2 separate regions of the Zea mays genome follow, and region 2 is linked to region 1. A link is a contact called in public Hi-C data. All regions are on one chromosome and are shown on one strand. Each heading gives the region's core, a stretch centred on a gene start, on an enhancer-like site or on the middle of the called end of the contact. The rest is flanking DNA. Distances are from core to core; before and after follow the strand shown.

Region 1 (6,486 bases), core at 1,338-3,837:
GGACACGAGGGATTATAGTGGTTCAGGCCGCCGGAGCGTAATACCCTACCTCTACTGTGTGTAAGTTGTATTGAGTATGTGTGAGCATGTCTGTCCCTTGTAACGTTGTGTGCCTTCCCTTTTATAGTTTAAGGGAGGCACATACAAGGATGTTGAGCCCCGACATGCGGGCCCAGGTGCATAAGGGAAGAAATACATTATGTGAATAACTAATGCTGACAGAGTAACACATGAGTAATAAGCGAGAGTCATGATGACTGCAGTCCATGCAGCATTGATGGGTAGTAACCCTTGGTAACGCGGGAGTAATGGTGAGTAACTGCACGGCCCACGTATCGTGGACTGACCACGCCGCCTGTCAGTGGAATGGACAGGCGCACGTCTTATCCGTAATGAATGCGAAGGCGCGCGTAGCCCAGAGGCGTCATGCCAGGTTCCGCCCGTTGGCTTATGCCGCGCGCAGTATGCCACGTGGCAGTATCGGGTCTCCGCCTGAACGGGGAGCAGGAGTGTATGCGAATAGGTCCAGATCACACCAGACCAGGTCTGGACACGTGTCAGCTCCGGACCCCCGCCTGGGCCCTAATTAAGGCCCGGGTGTGTTCTGTCCTGGGACCTTGGGACCCTACTGTGGGCGGCCCGGACCCCATAGGGGGGGGGGTCCGGATCCCATTCTAGGGGTCCGGTCCGTACACGTGGGGGTCTTGGACCAACTTGGAGGTCCGGACTGTATATCCAGGGGTCCCGCACTTTCCCATGGGGTCCGGACTCACTGTTGATGCCTTGGAGTATCTCACTTTCTCTGGACACATGGCGGCCCTGGAGCCGCCCACGTGGAGGGGTCAGGTGCTGTTGCTGGCCCAGAGTAGTCGCCCAAGGCTGGGGCGAGTCATGACCTGGTCCCATGTACAGCTCCTTTACCACGCGATTAAAGATAGCCGCGTGAATATTGCGTCTTGATACAGTAGTAAGGGGTACCCTAATTTCAGTGTACCGGCAAAAACCAATAGCTAAAACAACTACTATTTCAGAACAGAGGGAATACTAATCATAATACAACATCACTGTAGGATGTGAAAGCATATGTTTGAACATGAAAGAGATTGTTCAAGACTCTGATAGCTCCTAAATATATAACACTCAACGTAAGCTGCTAAGGTGAGTTTTAAATCGTGTCAAACACTACAATTTGATACAGAATGTATTCTCTGCGAGATTGTTTACAAAATAATCAAAATTGAATATAAAAATAATTGAATTTAGAGCAAACATTTGAGAATCTAACGGATTTAAATAAAAAAACTTATCAACAATAAACATGTAGCTAATGTTAGCCATTATAAATTTTGTATTAACTATGTGAATATTTGAGATCGTTTAGTAATTCAAAATTTTAAATTTCAAAATTTATAAACTTAAAACATACATTTGGGACTATAAACGACTTAAACTCAAACAAACATTCAACTACAATGGAGTGTATTAAGAACTATAACTTTCATATAGTCCATACCTACAACCGAGATTGTTTGATAATTTTAAATTTCAAATTTTAAAATCTATGGATTTATAGCAATATTTTGGTAACAGTTTGAATTCAAAATATTTTCAACTGCAATGTTGTAAATCATGTTGAAAGTTACAATTTTTATATAAAATTTATCTTTATCTGAATCCATATGAAAAAAGTTATGAATTATTTTTGGATGCCACTACTTATAGAGGTGAATATCTTACAACGTGTTTGGTTTAAGGGATGAGTTAGTTTATCATCTTCTCACTTTCTTATTTGGTTTGTGAAATGGAATGAGTTGATACATCACCATTTCATTTCTCATAGGATAATAATTAGAAATAACATTAGAAATGAGTTCATTACACCAAATTTATCTAGAATGGATTGATTTTTTAAAACAAACACCCATTAAGACTTTCGCCTTCATAAAATGATTTTATGTGCGAAGACTTTAGAATGACAGTCTCCAAAAACCATAAGTTAACAGAGATGATCATAAAATGTTCGCCTCTAAGAATTTAATTTTTTAAGGCAATCATATTAGGCACCTGTTTTTATAAATGGTTTTTGGAAACAAATATTTTATTAGATCCCGTTTAAATGTTTACGGAGACGGTCACATTTAAAATTGTGCATTGACTCAGCGCCATTTAAATTATGTGCATTGACACTAAAATTATGCACATAACGTTTAAATGTGTGCCTGCCTCCAAAAATAACTTGACAGTGTCTTCTAAAATTGTTTTTCTTGTGGTGTCAATGTACATAACTGCTTGACTCAGCACCATTTAATTAGTTAGGGGGTGTTTGGTTTAAGGTGTGATGGCTACATTTCTCATATTAATATTAACTAACTATGAGAAATGAGGTGGTGATAGATCAACTCATTTCATTGCACAAATCAAACAAAAATAGTAAGTGATGATACTCAAACCAAATACTCCATTAGAGATCCCTCCAAATCTGAAGGGCCCATTTGTTATCGCATTTTCTCACAGTCGAACCTGTACACTTCATGGTGCTGCTGCAGGTAGAGGCCCAGTTTCGTACGTTTCCGAGGCCATGAATCCAGCCGATGGCCCAATACAGCTCAACCATGTCGGCTCTCTTGCTACATGGCCAAGATAGACAGACTGATCGACACGGCGACACGATTCGAAGCAACTTAAATATCCAATGCATACATAGGTCGGTACAAATCCGTGCTAGCTCCAACACCGTGGATACCGACCAGTTCGCATGTGCTATGGCCAGCAGATGGTACAAATGGATGTATAAAACATTGTTATGTGCTTTAGGCTATACTGTTTATAAATTGAAGTTTAAAATGAAAAAAAAAAGATGATTAAATTGTTAGAGATAGCTTAACATATAGATGGGCATGTGCCATTGAAGTAAACAAGGTAGTCAATGTCCACGTACTTGCTACTGTCAGTGAACCTATTTTCACTGTCGCCTCCACTCACACCCTCGTGACAATGAGAATTGGGATGTCGTTGTAACTATCCATGAGTTTCATATCAAAGAACTCCATCCCGACACATACATTGAGCGTGACCACCGCCGACATGGTTAGCGGAGCGACACCACCAGTCCACCACCGTTCCCTGAACTACCGTATTTTTGCATTTTGGCCCTTTTTGGAAAAAGTTGTTCACAAATACGCCCTTTTCGGTTTTATTTCAGGAAATTGACCTTTATCTCGGCGCCATCATTATAAGCGTCGAGGTTGCACGTCTTGACGCCAACAATGATGCTGCCGAGGTCTCAGTTCGCTGCGTTGAGCTGGCGCCCACGTGGCCGGCTCTAAAGTATAAATTGCTCCCCTTACGACATTTGGTGGACGACCTAGATTAATTATGCCCTTAACGGCAATGACATCATCGCCATGGCAACCTAGCTCCTCCCTAACCTTTGCAACCAACTCACTGAAGGAAGGTCTATCAATGAATAACACGAGCATGCTTTGCGTATCAATGAACTCAGCATATCCACAGTGATCTCTTTCCATGATGCCTCCATGGTATATGGTCACTAGGTTGTCCATATATTTGAAACACGAAATCAAAATTCAATAACCAATTAAGATGGTATGTGCCTAACCCCATGTACTAATGTCTAACTAATTACTAATTAGTGACCCCATTTAACTAGGTTAAGTGATCTATGACAATGATACAAAAAAGGGGTTATATCTAAGGTTGTGGTGGAGTCGGATGGTCTCCTCTCTACAACAAAGGAACATAAGATTGTCAATACAAAATTTCGGCAACACTTGCCATGCATGGTGAGTGCTGGTCACTCATTTTTGGCTCCTGAAGGATATAAAAAACAAGGCAACACAAATGAATCAACCCATTACCTCACCCTTTAAATAACTCTTCATAAAGGGATCAATTAAAGGGAGAAGGTAAGAAACATAAACTAGTAACAACAAGAGCAAAACATGAAACATAGAAGATGAAACAAATTACTCATCTTGTTATGTTATTACTTTGCTTCGCTCTTTACAATATGACAAATAATTACAAATATACCTTTGGCTTTACAAACAATAATGCAAAGGTGAGGAAAGAACATGACTATGTAGGCAGAATGAATCGATTTTCTTGAGCCAAAAAGGCTAATTGTATGCACACAACTGTGTCGCTATTTATAATCATGGGGTACAACTTCGACAAATTTACAATCGTGTCCTCAATCATATACATATGAGCTACAAAGCTAATTTAGGGTATTGTTGTCTTTTCCTTTTGTAGTCTTGCTAAACAAGTCTTGAACATCTTGCCTCGCTCCTGCTGGCACCTTTTATTACACATGGAAGCCACCAAAGTGAACATCGTAGCTTCATCTCTACGTCTACGACAGCTGCACGATATCTCATACGAAGGTGTCCTTCGACATTTCACCCTGTCCTACCTGAAACAAACTCATGATTTAATGTTTTTAGGACCTTCGGTTAATGAGGACCCTCAACAATAGCCCCTCGCAGAATTAGTTCGTTTTTCATAACGAGCTCAGACCACGAAAATAATATAGTCCTCAAGCCGAACGTCCAAAAAACACCTTCCTTGAACACGTTATTAAAAATGGAATAAAATAAGTTATAATGGTATGTAAGACAGCGGACGAGAGCAGTGTGATTCCTCGGCTCCCAAGCCTACCAATCTATATAAGTTGAATGGCTCCATGCAACTACCACTTCATTTACTACTTGTACCAACCTTCTACCACCAAATTTCATGCATCCGAAGGTTTTTCCGCTTCCCCGATTGTTTTTGTGAACTTCGGCTCAATCACCCATGGCCAGAATCCACTCGATCCCTAAGATGATAACCCCAACTTTATCCAAAGCAGTCCAAAAAGAAGAAGATGCTCGTTACACGGTGGAAATGGGGGCTACTATGACAATTTTAAAAGCTATGAAGGCAACAACTGAGACTAAAGTAGCAGAAGAGGAATAAATTGGGGAGGGAGATGCCTCGATAACTGACGAAGATGAAATTGACCTTCAACCAACAAAACCGAGCCATATTGACTTTGGGGAATCCACTGTGAAGCCCAACAATTTTGATGTTATGAAGAAGCTCGACTATGTTGATGAGACGGATGGGGTTCAGTTTGCTAGTAGTGACACCACCTAGAGCCTAAGGATGACGAGATAGTGGTTTTCAGAAGTTCAAAATGATCGCTGAAGTCCTGAGGAAATATGAAATCTTTATGCATCAATTAACTCTAAATGCTATAGTTAGACTGAGTGTGTACATTTGGGCAGTGCATAGCTAGGGTGTGAGGGCGAGCGCTGAAGGCTTTTGTAGAATCCATGAGCTACATTATAAATGAATGCTATTGAGAAAGTGTAGCAACATAACAACTTTGACTGCTACAACTTTGCATATCGAAAAGTTAGTGGTCTCCTATGCTTGCGTACCGGACCAAATGGCCAAATGAGTGAACCAGGGAATGATTTTACATGAAGGTCGACACAAAGAAAAGGGAAGTATTACAGGGTATTGTCATGAGTCCCTTGAGGATAAGATTTGACTACAAGAAACCTTTGTGCAATATGGTCCTAGGCTCAACTTCCTAGGTAGCCCATGCGACTTTTATTACTATGGTGGACCATATTGGGACCCAGGATCTGGTGCAAGAATTTCTTAGAAACTCAACATTGCCCATGCTATCTAGCTAGAGAATGCCAAAGCCTAAGAAGAGAGATGAAGAGACGAAGAGCGATGTGTTGAAGGTTTTGCCTTATCGGTTTAAGGAGCACTCCATATTCAAAGGCCCATGTGTCGATTGGTTAACTTCTTCGAGTTAATGTGCAATGAAATCCTTAGAAATTATACAATAAAAGAAGACCAGTTGATGATGACTACCTTCGACAATCGGTCAAAACAAAGGCTGAATGGAGTTATGAATGCTCTAGGGTTTGAATACCCCGATTATCCGAAGATAAGCGAAGAGGCTAATGCCGGGATAAGGAGAAAGAGAACCGATAGCCTCATGAAGAGGGAAGCAATCAGATCGGTTAAGGCGAAGAAACAAAAAATGCTAGAAACCAAAGGTGGCGAAAGTGTCAAAGGTAGCAAAAGACAGTGGTGAGGGGTCTTCTCATTCTGAATCAAGAATCCCAGCCTCATAAAGAGAAAAGACAAATATCAGTAAAACCGATGGAAGACCCTAAAAATGGCAAAGGACATCAGGAGTCCGTCAGGCTCACACTTGGGGCGACGTGAATATTAAAGGTAATGACCCATCCTTTACCGTTCAATACTTTGAGTTCACTAGAATCAGACCTGACCAGTTTGTTACTAACCATGAAGGGCAAAGAGGGCAAAGGTTCTGGAATAGTGTGTGAAGCAGTGGTGGTTGCTAGCTCAATAGAGGAAATAATCACGACCCTACAACCTATAGAGGCAAAGACTGCTGAAGCAATAGTGTTGGCAACCAAGGCCATAGAGCCTAAA
Region 2 (6,486 bases), core at 2,950-5,449, 160 kb after region 1:
AGAAGGATGACATACTGGTTCGAGCTGCTTCAGAATGAATGGGATCGAATAGATAGATGTGAAAACTAGGCTGAGAAAGATGAAAGTCGGAACGATGAGGACTTGACCGATCCGACGAGGAAGCCTAGAACATGACTATTTTAGCCCACTCAAAATTTCATTTTTCCCTATACTTAACAGTAAATGAACCTTAGGCTTCCTTTGAAATGCAGGATTGGTGAAACATAGGAACAAAAAAAATGTGGGAATAAAGTTGTTTGATACCTGTAACCCTAGAAATTAAAAACACAGAAAATTTTTAATAGAGCACTTAGATGCAATATAGAAAGAACACAATAATTAGAGGAGAGTTAGACACAAAAGAATTTTTTTAAGAGATTGTGCCTCAGGTTAGAAGTCCTTTAAAATCACACTACAATAAGTCATTCTATAGTAATTTTATATGATTTGCAAAAACTTAATCCTTTATTCCAAAACCACATATAAAATTTTTCTATAGAATTTTAATCATCCAAAATTTCTCTAAATTTTCTTTTTTAAAAGGGGTATAAAAGGTTATAAATATTTGAGGGGCCCTTTCCGTCCGTCCCCGGAAAAGGGATCGTAAGTCTAAAATAAATCGAATTAAGTATAGGTTAGAATCTAATGGTCTCTAAAGCTATTTTTCAAAATCTATTTATAATTCTATCTAAATGTTTACTGCCATTTTATGAAGTGATTCTATATTTACCGTGAAAGAATTAGTTTAGTAAGTTAACCAGGAAAGATAGACACACAACCTAAAAATGATCAAGCGTAGAAGCGTAAAAGATGTAGATAATTAATTACCGTCAATAATCAATTTGTATCATGATATGAAGCTCATGTTTCTTTTAATTCATGTGAGAACCCTTGAAGGGTTAAGCTCCTCATGGATTAATTTTATGGAGCCCACAAGTCTTTCTCCCCTATAAGTATGTCTCCCTGACCTTTCGACGGTTTTTTGTCTTCACTATTAGCATCTTCAAGGGAGGTCTTAAACAAAGTTGTATTTTAAAATATAGGGATCGCTGGATCGGAACCATAAAACATCCTCCAACAATGCCCTATTGAAGCTATTGGATCAGGTGGCCGCCCCATCCTCTTCCTAGTTCCTCCCTTACGAACAGTAGACCAAGCGCCTCATCCCTTGAAAAACCCTATCTACGCCACGACTTTGTCAAGTAGGTTGAGAATGGAGCCTGCAAGATTGTGGGAAAGTATGTTGTGGTCAAGATGACGAGAATCCATGATATTTGGAAAGGTAACCGGGTGTTCAAATTGTAGATTGAGTACGGCTCCTACCCTGTCCTTGCGGGGAAAGAGAGGGAGGATACCCCCTTGGAGGGCAGGGAGAAGGGTGGCTTTTGCAAGGCAAAAAGGAATGCCTCGTCCATGGTGACAAAGTTCAAGAAGGCCTCGGTCCAATTTCTTGTCCCGTCGAAGCCTTCTAGCGCCAAGACCTACAATGTGACCGTTGTGTCTGAGGACTTCGTCGAGGACCTGGCGGTGACCTGCACTTCGGAGGGCACGACCGTGATGGTGACATTCTCTTCGGAAGCGGAGATGTGAGTGGTGGTGACCGTTTACCGGGGGTAAGTTTCAGAGTCTCTTGGAAGGTTAGCTCTATAGGAGAAAAGAGGGATGTAGTTAGGTCCATTCCTTGGGCCTCCGGCGACGACGTCTCAACCTCTAGGTTGGCGATATCTTTTAATGTTGGAGAAAAGAGGGATGTAGTTAGGTACATGAACCTCCTTCTCCTCAACTAACAACAGTGTATCGAGCCGCGTCCATCACTGGATGATCACTTCCGATCCACTCAGGGCTTTGACCAACCTTGATCTATTACACAATCTTATTCGTGACGAATCACTGATTCGGTAAACTGTAAAAATGTTCTCCTCAATTTGACCAGATTCCTTAAGATTATTACAATTACCAGTTTCAATTTACGTGACAGTATTACAATTACTACCTTCATTTGCGCGACAGCAAATACGAGTAGAAGCCATTAAGTACAAACCTAGCACAAGGAGCTGGCATTTGTTGTATTTAGCTGGCAACCTCAACTGGTTCAGATCCCTTGTCAATAGAAGCTTTCACGGCATCCAGTACCACCTGCGTCTTCCGGGTGATAGCCGGCCACTTACCCTCAGGCCTGCCACCGGCGCGGACGTTCTGCACAAGCCTTGTGAATTCCTGGATCATGAGTGCCTCCTGTGGCAGATCAGTAGTAACAACATGCTTCTCTGGCAATGGATCCCATCCGATGGTGGGTTTGACGAAGCTTGACTTCGAGGCCACACTGAACTCCGCAGAGCTCTCTTCGTACGGAATGACCAGGTCAGTGACATGGAGAGTGCCGTTTGTGCCATAGACGGTCACGTCAAAGGCGAGGTTAGCAAGAAACGAGCAGTTGAAGTTTGCAGTCTTGCCATCTGCCCAGTACAAGGTCGCACCGCAAGCAAGGAGCACGCCAGCCTGGTTCTTGACAGGATGGCGGTGAGCGATCACGGTCTCAGGCAGCTCATAGTCAACAGCCCACAGGATTGAGCGGATGCAGTACCATCCAACATCACCGAGGACACCCAAGGCGTCAAGGTCTGGCTTTACCCTGATGTCATTCTTGAGGAATTCCTCGGATGCCCGAAAGCTGCACATACTGTTTATCTGTAGTGGAGAAAGAAAAAGGCATGGCCTTAATTAGCCAATAAAGTTCTGCCAGTTGTCCATATGCAGTGGAAACAAACATTTCATCATTCTTTAGTACATTATTAAGGCTATGAAGAACACATTAACCTACAGCATTCCATATGCACTTCCTGAATCACATACTACAATACTAGTATGTGCAGAACCACAATGTCTATGCTTGTTTTCAGTGGTTCTGGAAAAAAAATCTGTGTTGAAAAACCAAGAATCATATTGATGTTACTATTTTTTTTCTGGGTCAATTTGAGCTGGAATGATATAGCCAAACTTCAAGAGTTTCAATGGAATAGATCAAGAATCACATTGCAAAATCAGATCAAGTCAAATCATGCAATTGAAACTTTGTGAAAAAGTTCAAAGTGAACAGCTATAACAGAACAAAATGTCTTCCAGAGTTTCAATGGATCGTTATGAAAGATGGTGATTCATTTTGTGTTAAGAACAATGGTGGTTCATTATGGTAAAAAAGTATATGCTGGTTCAATGAGAAAACTTTCAACCCCAACAAAGTTTGAATATTTCGATTCCTGTCATTATATCACAGGCATCCAAACTAAAAAAACTGCAGTGACACCAAACCCCTGTTCCCACCACTTCTGATAAATACCAGCCACGGAATTAAGGCAAAACAACAATTTTGGTTGATAAGCAAACACTCAGTCACCAAGATGGGAAGAAGAGTCAATCTTTTTTTTCCCTCTCTAGAGATCCATTTCTTGGTCTTTCATACTGGTATAATAAATAAGGAAAAGGATCTAGGCATTTCCAGATTCCACCGAACATCAGCAACGAAAAAGCCATTCCAAGATCTCACCACTCTGACGTCGCCAAAGGCGTCCTTGTCGCTGACGATCTCCCGCATCTTGGCGGTGCGCGGGTTGTGGATCCACATGGTGGTGTCCATGAACTGGACCCCGGAGGCGTCGCAGGCGCCGAGGATGGCGTCGAGTTCGGCAGTGCAGAGCGCGGTGGGCTTCTCGAGGAGCAGGTGCTTGCCACGCGCAGCGACGGCTGTGGCCCAGGGCACGTGGAGACTGGTGGGGAGCGGGAGGTACACGGCCTCCACGTCCGGGTCCTCTAGGAGAGACTCGTAGGACCCGTGGACGCGCGCCGCGGGGAAGCCGATTTCGGAGATGAAGCGGCGGGCCTTGTCATCGGAGCGACTGCCTACGGCGGCGATGGTGGCGGCGCCCGGAGGGAGCATCAGCATTGCGCGCGAGATCTTACGCGCAATGTCAGCGCATCCCAGGACGCCGAAGCGCACCGCGCGCGGCGGCGGCGGCTGCACCGGCGCTGCAGGGGACGACATTGGCGGCGGCGTCGTTGGTTGGCCTCGGTTCCGACCGGTGTGTGGAGTGATGGATCGCCTGCGTCAGTTATTTGTTGTGTGTGGTAGTTCAGCTTTCGGGTTCAGGATAATCATGTCAGGGCTCCAGTGCTCCACATACATACAGGAGGCGGCATGGGGGCGAGGAGGCCCAGGAAGAGCTCACGGCAACAGCCTAGGAACCTGCCATTGCGTAGCCCAGAACAGGTAGAAGGCATGCGATTAGAGCCCACTGGAGATTGAGTAGAAGGCGAGGAGAAAAAAAAACACACACCATGGACTTCACCTTCTTTGCCTCTATGCCCTTGGTACCTGACGCCCAACCAGGCACTGTGCGCCTGTGTGTTACCGTAAAGCCCCAACCCTCTAGTTTTCTATTCAGGCCCGGTTCGTTTGCACAGGAATACACCATAAATTATTCCAGATAATCAAAATTTATATAAATTAGAGAAACAATTTGGATATGAATTGTTCCAGGTCTCCATTCTGAAGTAACCGAACGGCCCCTCAACAAGACCGGTGCAAATGGTTGCTACTTGCTACTATCATCCGATCATGTGGTCTACCAAACGGTCCGCCATAGTGCCAGCATCAGTAGGTACATGCACGCGGTCGACAACGCCATCGATCGGTCGGTAGGATCGCTACCGGCCGCATTGGAGCCACGAGTAGTCGGTATAGATCGGTTAGTATCACCCTCCACGATCCGTAGGCACAGATAGTTGCCACGTGGTGATTTCTGTTTGGTTCGTTCCATTTTTAATTAATTTTTTTAAAAAAATTGAACCTGGTCTATAAATAAAGGAGAACCTTTTGAACTTATACAACCCTCACTTTAAATTTATATATCACCCTACACATTCTTCTTTTGCAGTCATTTCGTTTGAAACAACCGTTGTCTCGATGTCTTCGTCTGTCTCCGACCTCAACATGATTGAAGAAAGAATTCTTCGAGTTGTTATCGAAAGAATAATGCAGCGGAGGCAACAAAGCTTGACACTTAGTCTTCCATGTCTAGCAGGCGACCGAAGCGACGTCGTAGGTACATCGACCGAAACTATGAAGCTACCCACGAGGCCATGACCGGTTGATGCACGACTACTTCACCGACCCATGCGTTTATCCATCGCTCTACTTTCGTCGAAGTTACTGCATCAAAGAAGCCTCTTCCTTCACATCTTGGAGAGGTTGGATGAGCACTCCTACTTCACTCATTGAACCAACACAGTCAACCGCAACAGATTCTCCCCCCATTAGAAATGCATAGCTAACCTACTTATGTTTGCATACGGTAGCGTTGCTGACTCCATCGATGAGTACATCAAAATGGGGAAAAGCTCTACCTTATAGTGTTTCAAACTTTTTTGTAGAGTTGTTATCGAATATTTTGGGCCGCAGTACATATGTCGTCCCACTGTTGATGACATTACGCGTCTATTAGTTTAGGGGGAAGGGGGTTTTCTAATATGATAGGGAGTATAGATTTTATGCATTGAAAGTGGAGGAATTGTCCCATTGGATCGAGAGGACAGTTCACAAGAGGGGACACTGGATCTCCGACTATCATGCTCAAGGTTGTTGCAAGTATGACTTGTGGATCTGACATGCTTTTTTGGGTGGCAAGATCAAACAATGATGTGAATGTGGTCAAGCAATCACCGTTGTTCACTAACGTGCTTAAAGGTGGAAGCACCAAATGTGAACTTCACAATGAGTGGTCATAGAGTACAACTAGGGACACTACCTAACTAGTGGCATATACCCTTGGTGATCGGTGTTAGTGAAGACCATTCCACTCCCACAGACTCCAAAGTAGCAAAAGTTTGTTGTGTGCTAGGAGGGGCATGGAAGGACGTGGAGAGAGCATTTGGGGTGCTCAACACTCAATTTCATATTGCCCCTCACATGGAAGGACGTGGAGGGCACGATGGGTTACCACAGTCTTTACCGCCCCCTCGGGCGCCAAGTACAAGTATGTTGTTCGCCTCAACTTCACCTTAGACTCCGACAAATGCACCAACAACATAGCAGAGTCTGAAAGTCGTTATTCTTGGCCTTCGCAAGCTCAGAGCCCTTAGAGTCAGAACCTGCATAGTGAAGACCGACTCGAAGATTGTGGTTGTTCAAGTAGAAAAGGAATGTACTGCCTAGAGCCAGTGTTGCTTCAGTATCTGACAGACATGTGAAGCCTTGAAAAATAGTTTTGCGGCCTCACAATCACATCAAGCAGGGAAAAATGAAGAGGTTGATATGTTGATGAAAACAGTAACAAGAGGTGAGCCCCTACCATCAGTTGTATTCTACGAGGTCACAGAAATACCCTTTATCGGGCAACCAAACGAAGGCCACAAGACAGTCATCATCATAATGCACAAAGGCTGGAGGGCGCCAATAATGTTATATTTGCAAGGGCATTACAACCCTATCAA

Evidence for each region. Hi-C and Micro-C count contacts between places; a contact is called where the count stands out from the background.
Region 2: a Hi-C map of leaf shows a contact between it and region 1, with 7 times the contacts expected there. The contact joins the promoter of LOC100284679 here to the enhancer-like site in region 1. A contact is called at or near these places in 10 of 25 Hi-C or Micro-C datasets (bundle sheath, ear, leaf and 3 more) and 1 of 3 datasets of contacts at active chromatin or transcription factors (leaf).

The regions. Positions count from the first base shown.
Region 1 is chr5:36,566,899-36,573,384 of Zm-B73-REFERENCE-NAM-5.0, forward strand. No RefSeq gene overlaps it. Among protein-coding and RNA genes, the nearest start is that of LOC103626228, 70 kb to the left of the region's middle. Within about 2 kb of position 2,588, at least 16 of the 20 cell types and tissues checked have an H3K27ac peak or open chromatin away from gene starts, as enhancers often do. A contact at or near this core is called in bundle sheath, ear, leaf and 2 more, where this site is marked.
Region 2 is chr5:36,721,794-36,728,279 of Zm-B73-REFERENCE-NAM-5.0, forward strand. It overlaps LOC100284679 (oxidoreductase), which reads right to left and starts at 4,200. Exons shown (of 2, transcript NM_001157574.2): 1 at 3,545-4,200; 2 at 1,845-2,688. The coding sequence starts at 4,039. The coding sequence ends at 2,071.